2 separate regions of the Sus scrofa genome follow, and region 2 is linked to region 1. Evidence: chromatin contacts called from public HiChIP or PLAC-seq data. All regions are on one chromosome and are shown on one strand. Each heading gives the region's core, a stretch centred on a gene start, on an enhancer-like site or on the middle of the called end of the contact. The rest is flanking DNA. Distances are from core to core; before and after follow the strand shown. Region 1 overlaps GOLGA5 (golgin subfamily A member 5). Region 2 has its middle 25 kb from the start of MOAP1.

What was found. HiChIP or PLAC-seq counts read pairs in DNA pulled down with a chosen protein or histone mark.
Region 2: an H3K27ac HiChIP or PLAC-seq map of alveolar macrophages shows a contact between it and region 1. The contact joins two enhancer-like sites. A contact is called at or near these places in 2 of 47 Hi-C or Micro-C datasets (embryonic fibroblasts and epiblast stem cells) and 1 of 2 datasets of contacts at active chromatin or transcription factors (alveolar macrophages).

Annotation. Positions count from the first base shown.
Region 1 is chr7:114,257,431-114,263,181 of Sscrofa11.1, forward strand. GOLGA5 (golgin subfamily A member 5) reads left to right here. Exons shown (of 13, transcript XM_013989218.2): 8 at 2,002-2,130; 9 at 4,494-4,592. Among named protein-coding and RNA genes, the nearest start is that of GOLGA5, 23 kb to the left of the region's middle. Within about 2 kb of position 1,876, at least 8 of the 83 cell types and tissues checked have an H3K27ac peak or open chromatin away from gene starts, as enhancers often do. A contact at or near this core is called in alveolar macrophages, where this site is marked.
Region 2 is chr7:114,545,992-114,551,396 of Sscrofa11.1, forward strand. No RefSeq gene overlaps it. Among named protein-coding and RNA genes, the nearest start is that of MOAP1, 25 kb to the right of the region's middle. Within about 2 kb of position 3,255, at least 7 of the 83 cell types and tissues checked have an H3K27ac peak or open chromatin away from gene starts, as enhancers often do. A contact at or near this core is called in alveolar macrophages, where this site is marked.

The DNA of each region.
Region 1 (5,751 bases), core at 626-3,125:
TTGAAGATAAGAGCATGGTTCTCAGTAGTTCCCATGGTGGCTCAGTGGTAACAAACCCAACTAATATCCATGAGGATGCAGGTTCGATCCCTGGTGTCGCTCAGTGGGTCAGAGATCCGGCGTTGCTGTGAGCTATGGTGTAGGTTGCAGAGGGGGCAAAAAAAAAGAAGAGAACCTGGTTCTCTTGGGAACAAGAGATAATATGTGTAAAGGGCCGAGCATTGCTCCTGACACATAGCAGGCTGAGTAAATAGCAGCTGCTGTTATTTCTGGGGGGGGGGTTCCTTATTATTCTTTGAAGTAGGGTCTTTTTTCTGTAAATAATTTTCAATTCCAAAGAGTTTGTTTCCATAAATTTAGAAGTTGAGTAAAGGCTACACTTATTCATACCTATTTAGGGTCTTTTTGTTGCAATTATGAAATGATTTATTTATATCGCATCCCTACCCCAGCATCACTGATGACACCGACACATTTTCCTACCCTTTCTCAAAAAGTTTGTGAAGTTGATAATAAAGAGTATAGCATTAAGTCTGGCAACATGGAAGAACTGTTCACAGTTTTAGTAGCTGTCATTTACCGAGCACTTAATATGCCAAGCACTTCACGAAGCGCTCACCATATATCCTGTCGTTTATTCTTTGTCATTAACCCCACGAGGGCGCTACCGTGTTCTCATTTTACAGTTTGAGGAGACACAGGTGTGGAGGAGAGTAACTTGCCATGACTTGTGAAGTGGCAGAGCCAGGGTTGGAACGCTAGTCTGTCTGATTCTAGAATATGTATCCTTAACCACTGTGCAGACTGCTTACCTCTCAAGAATTCATGTGCTTTAGTTAAATTGATGACAGAGATTAGCCCCCCTTCTGCTGACCTGAAAGTGGTAGGGAAAGATAATTTAACTTATTGCTGTTCTCGTCTAAGTCCACCAAATTGTGTGATGACACTGATCATCTGAGAGTATCACTAATCTGTCATCTCTTTCAAACAACATGCCAAGTGCCAGCGGTTGTGGAGATGAGTGTGTGTAACACAAGGTACCAAAAGCTGAAAAGCGACATGAAGATGCAGGTTTTTGTCTCATGCGGTACTGCATGACTGCACGGATGCTTACCCCGTGGGGAAAACGTAGAGACACGGAGCTGTGTTTACTGGTGGCTTTCACAGGAAACCTAGAAGGTGGTTTTTGAGTTTGAAGAAGTGAGAATAGTGACACCAAGTGAAGAAGTTAGTGTGGGAAGAGGTGCAAACAGATAGTAGTAATAGAGCTGAAAAGGAAAATAATGTGCTAATAACCTTAGGTGATATGAGAGAAAAGTTCTGTTTTTACTGTGTGTTGGATTACTGATATACACACATACACAAAAGCTAATTATAATCTGCAGTTTCAGGGGACTAAGGCAGTGAATCCTCTTTGAGGTTATATCTCTATTCTTCTTGAAATCATTAGTGGTTTTGTTTTGTTTTGTCTTTTTGCCTTTTCTAGGGCTGCTTCCACAGCATGTGGAGGTTCCCAGGCTAGGGGTTGAATCAGAGCTGTAGCCACTGGCCTATGCCAGAGCCACAGCAACACAGGATCCGAGCTGTGTCAGTGACCTACACCACAGCTCATGGCAATGCCGGATCCTTAATCCATTGAGCAAGGCCAGGGATCGAACCTGCAACCTCATGGTTCCTAGTCAGATTCGTTAACCACTGCGCCATGACAGGAACTCCAAAATCATTAGTTTTTGAATAGAGAGGTAAATCTCCCAGTGAGCCTCGCTGTCTGCGCATACTTATTCAAACGGTGGTTCCTGCTGTGCCATCCTGTCCATTTCTTTCACCGTTTGCCCTGTCTTATAGTGAAGTCTGTGTGCTTCTCTTAGTCTGTGACTGTGTCTCATTCACCTCTCCCCCTCCAGTGCCTGCTGAGCCCTGTTCACAGCGCCTGGTGATTGCTTAGTAAATATTGGACTGAATAGCTCATTATTGCCTTCACATGTAAATTCATCTTTTTAGGACATGGAAGCTCAGCAGGTTAGTGAAGCAGAATCAGCAAGAGAACGGCTACAGGATCTGCAAGACCAAATAGCTGGACAGAAAGCATCTAAACAAGAACTCGAGGCCGAGTTGGAGCGACAGAAGCAGGTGAAGTTTAAGGTTGATAACGACCAGGCAAGACTGCCCACTAGCGGTCATGTGAGGAGACATCTAGTGAAGCAGCTTAGAGAAATTCTTCGAGGTTGTGCTCAGAGATCCCTCCTGCCTTTCTGCCCCACCTTCCTCATTGTTTTTTTTTTTAACAGATGAAAAATAGAGGCACAAAATAGTTTTGAGATTTGCCTAGTATCACACAACTGATTAGAGACCAGAACAGAACCCAGGATTCTTTCCACGGTTCTGTGTTTTATTATACCTCCTTGTCAGAGTGTGTATGTATAGAGCACTTAAAACATCACTCGATTTTCATATTTTATTTCATTTGTACTTTCTAAAAACAGTAGTAAATAAATATTACTTAAGGGAGTTCCTGTCATGGCTCAGCAGTGATGAAACTGACTAGTATCTGCAAGGACGCAGGTTCGATCCCTGGCCTCACTCAGTGGTTTAAGGATCTGGTGTTTCTGTGAGCTGTGGCGTAGGCTAGAAGCTACAACTCCAGTTCAATCCCCAGCCTGGAAACGTTCATATACTGTGGGTGTGGCCCTAAAAAAACCAAAATAAATAAATATTACTTAATAGAAATAGAAATACAGCATTAGTTGTATAGATTACTCTTTCTGTTTGAAAAAATGCTTATAAATGATGTTTAAAGTTATGTTTCTTTTGATTAGTATAATTGCTTCCCAAGCCAAACTATTTTACATTAATATACTTGTATAATAGTATTAATACAGTTAAACATGTTTACAGTAACATTTTTGGAATAAGAATCTGTATTTAATATTAATAACATCTATAATTTACTGAGCAACAGCATATTATAGGCACTTAGAATGCATTATCTTATTCTCTCTAAACAGTAAAATCATTGTTCTCTTCATTTTACAGAAGAGAAGACTATTTGTATATTTCTCAGCGCCTCATTTATAGCATTTCTAGCTTTGCATATTTATATTCTTTAAATATTTTCTTATGAAGATGTATTGTTTCTGAAACTGATTCTATTCTCAGAGAAATGTTTGTTTTTCTTATGAAAGTGGCATTTGATTCTGTTTTCTGAGTAGTTAGAGAAAAAAATCTCTAAGTAGCAGCCTGTTGGGCACATCCTAGGCTGTCGGAGATAATTTAGTTAGAAGATTAGCTGTCCTTTTACAGATTGCATTTTAGCATATTTAAGGAGCTATTACATATTAAAAGGCAAAGAATGGATGTTCTTGATGGTTAATGAGATAACTTTCACTGTGTTACCGCCGATGGTTTCACCACATCCCCTTCGGTGCCCTTTTCTAAATTGAGGGAGGTGAGTAAGCAAAGTGGAGCCAAGTGTAGCTCTAGGCTGTTTATTTAGTAACCAGATGTTCTGGATGGGAAATACTTCATCTTGGGATTAAATAATCTAACCTAGAGCTTAGAGGAAGCCGGGCAGAACTTCTTGTGAATTGTTACTCCCCTACCTAATTCCCTTCCTCATTTTCTCTTTTTTCACTTGTCTCAGTTTTTTCCGTCTGAAATGAGCAGGTTGAAATAAATGTTTAAATTAGCCTCTAGCAGTTTGATTCCATTTCACGTTTGCTTTTTCATACGTCTCCCTCTACTTTGCCTGCACAGTTAAGCATGGTGCCTTTGAAGATACTTAATGACTTACTCTTTCTTCCCCGACGTGTGCTTTACTTTTTACTTCCGGTCTGACGCCACGGATTGTGTACCTTGGACAAGCCAGCTTGGTGTACTTGTTAGTAAATTTGGAGGTATTTCTTTCTTACCTCTCTTTTATCACTGATGAGTAAAACAGGTGCAAGATACTGCATGCTAAAACTAAGCCTATGAAAAACTGCTTAAAATCATTAGGGAAATGCTGGTTGAAACTGCAGTGAGACACCACCACATAGCCACTATGACAGCCACGCTTACAGAGACTGACAGTACCAAATGTTGGAAAGGCTGTGGATGACCCGGAACCCTCTCATCTTGCTGTGGGAATGCAAAATGGTACAGGTACTTTGAAAACTGTTCAGAAAACAACTTGGCAGATTTTCTTCCTAGGTTAGGCATACACTTATCATATAATCCAGCAATTCTGTTCCTACGTATCTATCCAAGAAAAACAAAAATGTATGACCAATAAAGGCGTGTGCTTGCAGAGTCATCACCTGCAAATTGACATGTCAGGCCGAAGCATTAACTTCTCGTTGGATCCATTGAAGGCTGTTCGTTACTTCATTCAGTATATACCCAGCACAGAACGACCGAGTGCCTGCCTGCTTTGTGTCAGGCAGGTACTTCCAGGTACTGGAGATGAACTACGGAGCACTGATTTAGCTTTGGTTTATTTGTGCCTCACTTCGTAGGAATTTCACTACATGGAAGAAGATCTGTATCGAACAAAGAACACATTGCAAAGCAGAATTAAAGATCGAGAAGATGAGATTCAGAAACTCAGGAATCAGGTATGAATCGGCTTTCACAACTTGGGAAAGATGCCATTGTAAAAGTACATTTTTTAATTTAATTTATTATTTATTTATTTATTTATTTTTGTCTTTTTAGAGCCGAACTAGTGGTATATGGAAGTTCCCAGGTTAGGGGTCAAATCGGAGCTGTAGCTGGTGGCCTACGCCACAGCAACACGGGATCTGAGCTGCGTCTGTGACCCATACCACAGTTTATGGCAACTCCGGATCCTTAACCCACTGAGCAAGGCCAGGAATTGAACCTGCATCCTCATGGATGCTAGTCAGAGTCTGCTGAGCCACGAGGGGAACTCCAAAACCACGTTTTTTTAAAGGATACGGTAAGACTTTCTTTTCCCATATTTTTACCGGAGTTCTCCAGTTTAGAGGAGTGAGATTAGTTATTTTCAACCTGATAGAGTTTTTATCTAATGCCGTTTGAGCCTGCATTTGCTATCTTCTGTGGCTTGCTTCTTAGACAAGGATCTTGTAGCAGTCACTGAGGAGATAGTAATTATTCCAGAATTTTATACCTTCTCTCTGTAGTGCTGGGTGTGCTGCTTGCCAGCTTCCTTAGGAAACCACAATGATAAATCTTCTTATTAATAGGTCTTTCATTAGTGTCGCTAAGACTTTTTTCAACTGAAAAAGTAAAACATAGAAAATAACATGTGCCTACCACTCAGATGTACCAGTCTTTGCCGTTAACTGACACAATGATGCATTCACTTACCCTGTCACTGTGCCTTGTCCTTTCTTCCCTTATACTCACACAATTGACTTACTAAGTAGTGAACTTATTAATCATTCAGATAATTTACATAAAGATGGACTAATTCATTTTTCCATTAGCTGATGACTTGATTTGAACATGAAGTGAAATAATTTTAGTTTTTTAAGTTCTTAGATTTCTTAGTAGTCCATAATTTAAAATGTTTTACAACTATAAATAAAATGAATTGCATTTTTAAAAAATGTTTAAAAACTTTCAATTTTTATAGGGCCTGGGGACAGCTAACTGATTTTGAATGTTCCCTTTTCCTTCCTATTCCTAAATTCATGAAATGGTTACAAATAAGATGACTTACTAAACATAAACTACCAATCAGTTTACTCTTAAACAGTCCAATTTGTTAAATATGTGCTATGTCTAAGA
Region 2 (5,405 bases), core at 2,005-4,504, 290 kb after region 1:
CCGGTGCTGCCCTAAAAAGCAAATAAATAAAAAACCTCATCTATTATTAGAATTTTTTTTTTTTTTTTTTGCCTTTTCTAGGGCCGCTCCTGCGGCATATGGAGGTTCCCAGGGTAGGGGTCTAATTGGAGCTGTAGCCGCCGGCCTACCCCAGAGCCACAGCAAGGCGGGATCCGAGCCGCATCTGCGACCTACAGCACAGCTCACTGCAACGCCAGATCCTTAACCCACTGAGCAAGGCCAGGGATCAAACCCACAACCTCATGGTTCCTAGTCGGATTCCTTAACCACTGCGCCACAACGGGAACTCCTATTATTAGAATTTAAGTGAGAGAGGGGGCAATATAGGGGTGAGAGAGTGGACAGTACAAATTATAGGAGTGAGATAGGCTCAAATTAATCTTTACAATTCATATAAAAATAAATATTTTATTTTATTATATTATTTTTACGGCGCTACCTGCGGCATGTGTCTGTTCCCAGGCTAGGGGTCAAATTGGAGCTCTAGGTCACAGGCCTAGGTCACAGCCACAGCAGTGAGGGATCTGAGCGGCGGCGTCTGCGACCTACACCACAGCTCACGGCTACGCCAGATCCCTAATCCACTAAGGGAGACCAGGGATCAAACCTGCATCCTCATGGATGCTAGTCAGATTCCTTTCCACTGAGCTACCGGGAAGTTCACAGATTTTAAAATATGCATGTGTATGTTATGGGAACCAAGCTGGAGCACAGGCAGGTTTCAGATGGGACTGGAAGCAGGAACTGGCGTGCTTTTGCAGCCTAGGCTACCCTTCCGCTCTCTTTTCATTCTCGTTCCTCTACTTGCACTCTTCTCTCCTGATAGAGTAGGTTGGCTTTCTCTGCTCCCCAGTCCCTGGGTCAAAGAACCACCACCGTCAACAGATTCCAGATTTTCATGCCCCTCTACTGGAAAAAGCAGCCATTCTGAAGCTTGGCCTCTCTTATTCCCCAATTTCAAATTCCTTGGACTCCATTGGCCCAGCTCGGGTCAGGTGTTCGGCTCTGGTCCAATCAGCTGTGATGAGGGGTGGGACTTTGTTATACCAAGGTGGTGACCAAACCCTCTGATGCTGCAACCACCGCCTGTTCGGGAAGGAGAAGTAACCAGAGGAAGAAGATTGATCAGAGCTCAAGCAACCAACTTCTTAGGTGCTTTAAGGCAGAAAATGGAAGAAACCAATTATATAATAGCTCATGCGGTCTCCTCTAGTCTTTTGAACTATGTAGGCAGGTGGTCACTAATTCATTTATTTCCTCAGGTATTCATGCATTCAGCATTAACTTGACATTTATTAAATGCATCCTATATATCAGAGAAAGGAAGGGGAAGTAACTGCCCTTCAAGAGTTTGCCATCTGGGAGTTCCTGTCGTGGCTCAGTGGTAACGACCCCGACAAGTATCCATGAGGACTCAGTTTGATCCCTGGCCTCGCTCAGTGGGTTAAGGATCTGGCGTTGCCCTGAACTTCGATGTAAGTTGCAGACATGGCTTGGATCCCGGGTTGCTGTGGCTGTGGTGTAGGCCGGCAACCGCAGGGCCAATTCAACCCTTAGCCTGGGAGCTTCATATTGCCCTGGGTATGCCCCCACCCTTCCAAAAAAAGCAAGAGCAAAACAAAACAAAACAAAGAATTTGCCATCTGGGAGGGAGACAAAACATCCACAACGAAACATGGGAAAAGGGGAGTTCCCGTCGTGGTGCAGTGTATGGAAGTCGGGCAGGGAATGAGGCTGAGCTCATCTTGCCCCTTCCTCCAGGTTAGCACTGCTCCTGTAACCTGAAAGGAGGGGATACTTGGAGATGGAGCGTGGTCCTCACCAGCTCAGTGATTGGGTCAGAGGAAAACACGTGCTCCTCCTTGGGCCAATCAGAGACCATGAGGATCCACTTTCGAACTCAGACTGAAACCAGGCCATGAAGCATTCTTTGCTTGTGAGAATAGCTGGAGCTTCAGGTGGCAACCTTGCCTCCATTAGAGAAAGCCTCAATAAAATAAATAAATAAATAAATAAAAAACTAGAGAAAAGCGGAACCTAGCGATAGCGAGAGTGGGATTTCTGATACATTAAGCACTGTGCTAAAAAACATTTTTTTTTTCTTTTTGGTCACGCTCATGCCATGTGGAAGTTCCAGGGCTAGGGAGCCAACCTGCACCGCAGCTGTAACCAGAGCCACAGCAGCAACAACGCTGGACCCTTGGCCCGCTGAGCAATGAGCTTACGCCTAATACACTTAATTTTTTATGTACACCAGCTACAGTTAGCAACTTGGCTTGAGTCCCCCGAAAAGCAGAGCCTGAGGCAAAGCTTATAAAGGAGAGCCCTTCCAGAGAGCAGGAGGGACAAAGGAAGCATGAGGATGCTTCGTCTTCCAGGACCATCCTCTCAAAAGCTACAGAAATTTCATTTCAGGACAATCCACTGAGGGAAAAAGGGTAAGAACTTACCCAATTCTCCCACCTCCCATTGGTCAAAGGGGCATTAATGTCCCTGCTGTCCCCACCTCCAAGTTGTAGGGCTGTCCTTTGAACGGGGAGCTACTGGGGCATCTGGGAACAATGGAACTTACAGCCTTGGGTGGGGGTGGGGAGATTAAACAAGTAACTGCAAGACAGCAAGTGTTTTTTAAGAAATAGATCAAGGTAGGAGTTCCCGTGGTGGCTCAGCAGAAACGAATCTGACTAGTACCCATGAGGACGTGGGTTTGATCTCTGGGCTCGCTCAGTGGGGTAAGGATCCGGTGTTGCTATGAGCTGTGGTGTAAGTTGCGTGCGGCTCGGATCCCCTGTTGCTGTGGCTGTGGTGTAGATCAGCAGCTGCAGTTCCAATTCGACCCCTAGCCTGGGAACCTCCATATGCCTCAGGTGTGGCCCTAAAAATACCAAAAAAAAAAAAAAAAGATAAAGAAAGCGAGCAAGGTATTCTGGGCCTGGTCAGTAAAGGCCATCTGAAGAGGCGGCCAATCCAAGTGCAGATCCAAAGGAGTTGCTGGAGTCAGCCAGGCCAAGGGGATGATGCTAAAGAGGAGCCTCTGGGAAGCCCTTAGTCCAGAAAGAGCTCTTTGCGTTTGGAGAACTAAAGGCCGGCATTCTGCAGCCTTAGAGCCAGGTAGCTCAGTAAGCATTTACAGAGCGCCAAGTGTGAAGACAAGGCACCCTATCACTTAGGCCGCCCCACCCCTTCCTCCTTTTTTCAGGGAACTTTGCCTTCTTCCTTCCTGTCCTTGCCACTTGGTTACCATGGGAACAACCTCAGTCCTAGGATTGGACCACACCCTTCTGGCCGCAGCTGATTGGGCTAGAGGGGAACACCTCACCCAGGCCGGACCAATCAGAATCTTGATCCCTTTAAACCTGGGAAGTTGGGACCAAGAGAGCGATGAAGCTCTTGGCACAGGACTGGACAAATTGTACCTCCCTCTGGGGATGCTGACAGCCAGGTTCTCAGCCGAGGGAACCAGGAAGGAGTGAAAGATATTTCTGCAGAGAGAAGGTTTAATGAGGAAGATGCGAGAGATGAGGAATCGCCAGAGAGCCTGTTTCCTGTTCTTCTGAGTAGTGGCTGCACTCCTACCCTGGGGCTCCTTAAAACAAAGCCTCTTTTTTGCTTAAATTGCATCCAGTGGGTTTATATCCTTGCCAAATGCTCAGGCTTTATAGATGCATAAATACAGCAGGGCCTCTGCCCTGAAGAAGGTCATAAACCAGCGGGAGACACGGACATATACACTAAACATTAACTACAGGTCAATAAGTGCTGTAATAAAAGTTTGTTCAAGGCAAGGAGGTTGCAGAGATAAATCAAGATAAGAGACACAAAAGCATTTTGAAAAGGAAAAATATGTATGTCCCCTCAATCACACTTAGGAGATTCAATTTTCAATGTAATCAAGAACACAGCCATTCCACTTTCAGAGGGATCCTGTTTGTACAAGGCAGGTGCTGACTTATTATTGGGCAATGAGTAAATTACCAAAGTCTCATGCTTTCTTTTTCCTCATCTGTGTTTTGTGAGTGGATGCGTACACATCATTACAATGTCCCAAAGCATTGGGAAGTGTCTGCAGTTTCTGCTCTTGCTGCAATGTCACGATTTTCTACCTTTTCGCCCTCCTTGACTCCGCAAAGCTAAAAGGCTGTTGACTCAACTAAAACAAAATCTTGCATGTAAAATCAAATCTCACTGGTTGAGAAGTTTGCCGATAGACATACCTTTGCTGTATTAACCACAGATGGTGACATTATATCTGGAGAAAAAGTGTGACCACTTCCATCTAAACAATCTTCAGAATTGTCCTGTCCAGGGACACCTCGAACATTGAAATAGTTTAGGAAAGAGCAAAGATATCTTACTGAGAAATACTTCTCTCCATCACAGTCAGACACCTGTTTATTCTTGCTGATTTTTTTTTTTTTTTCTTGGCTGTACCCACAGTATGTGGAAGTTACTGGGCCCAGGGTCAAACCCTCACCACAGGAGCAACCTGAGCTGCTGCAGTGACAACGCTGGGTCCTTAACCTGCTGCACCACAGGAGAACTCCTATTCCTGCTGAATTTTTGGTGGTGGAGGTAACAGCACAAGAATAGCTTAGAAGCACCTGTTGAACAGGAACAAAGTGGGCTTTGGTAGCAAGCTGACCTAGGTTAAAATTCCAGCTCTACTGATTGCCAGCTGTGGGTCTTGGGCAAAGTACTTAACCTCTTTGAGCCTCAGTTTCCTCATTATTGTAGGAAGGAACTGATAAAAGACACTGACAGAAGATGTGCTGCGAGGCTAGACGGGTGGGTGAATAGAATCCGGGAGGGCTGTAAGGATTAAATGAGAGAAGGGGGATAAGCACAGCCTAACACGAAATGGAGCTAAACGCTTTATTTCTTCTCTTGTATCCTGGAGGCAACTGGGTTTTCTGGGGCAGGAGGGAAGGAAAGAACTTCCTTTCTGGCTGAGCTGCTCTACTCCTGGGGATCGGAATCTGATCAATCACATTTCATGAGAATGATGGGTTTCTAGAGACTCTCATCATTTAAAACTCTGTAGCCTAAGAATAATTTTCCCACATAAATAATTGTAAATTTGGAGGCCTGATCCTCAGAGCGCAAATTTTACAATTGTAGTCTTGTGCTTTTTTTTTTTTTTTTTTCTTTTTAAGGTCGCACCTGCAGCCTATGGAGGTTCCCAGGCTAAGGGTCAAATCAGAGCTGTAGCGCCGGCCTACACCACAGCTACAGCAATGCTGGATCGGAGCCACTTCTGCGATTTACACTGCAGCTCTTGGCAATGCTGGATCCTTAACCCACTGAGCAAGGCCAGGGATTGAACCTGCATCCTCATGGATATAAGTCAGGTTTGTTAACCGCTGAGCCACGACGGGAACTCCCAT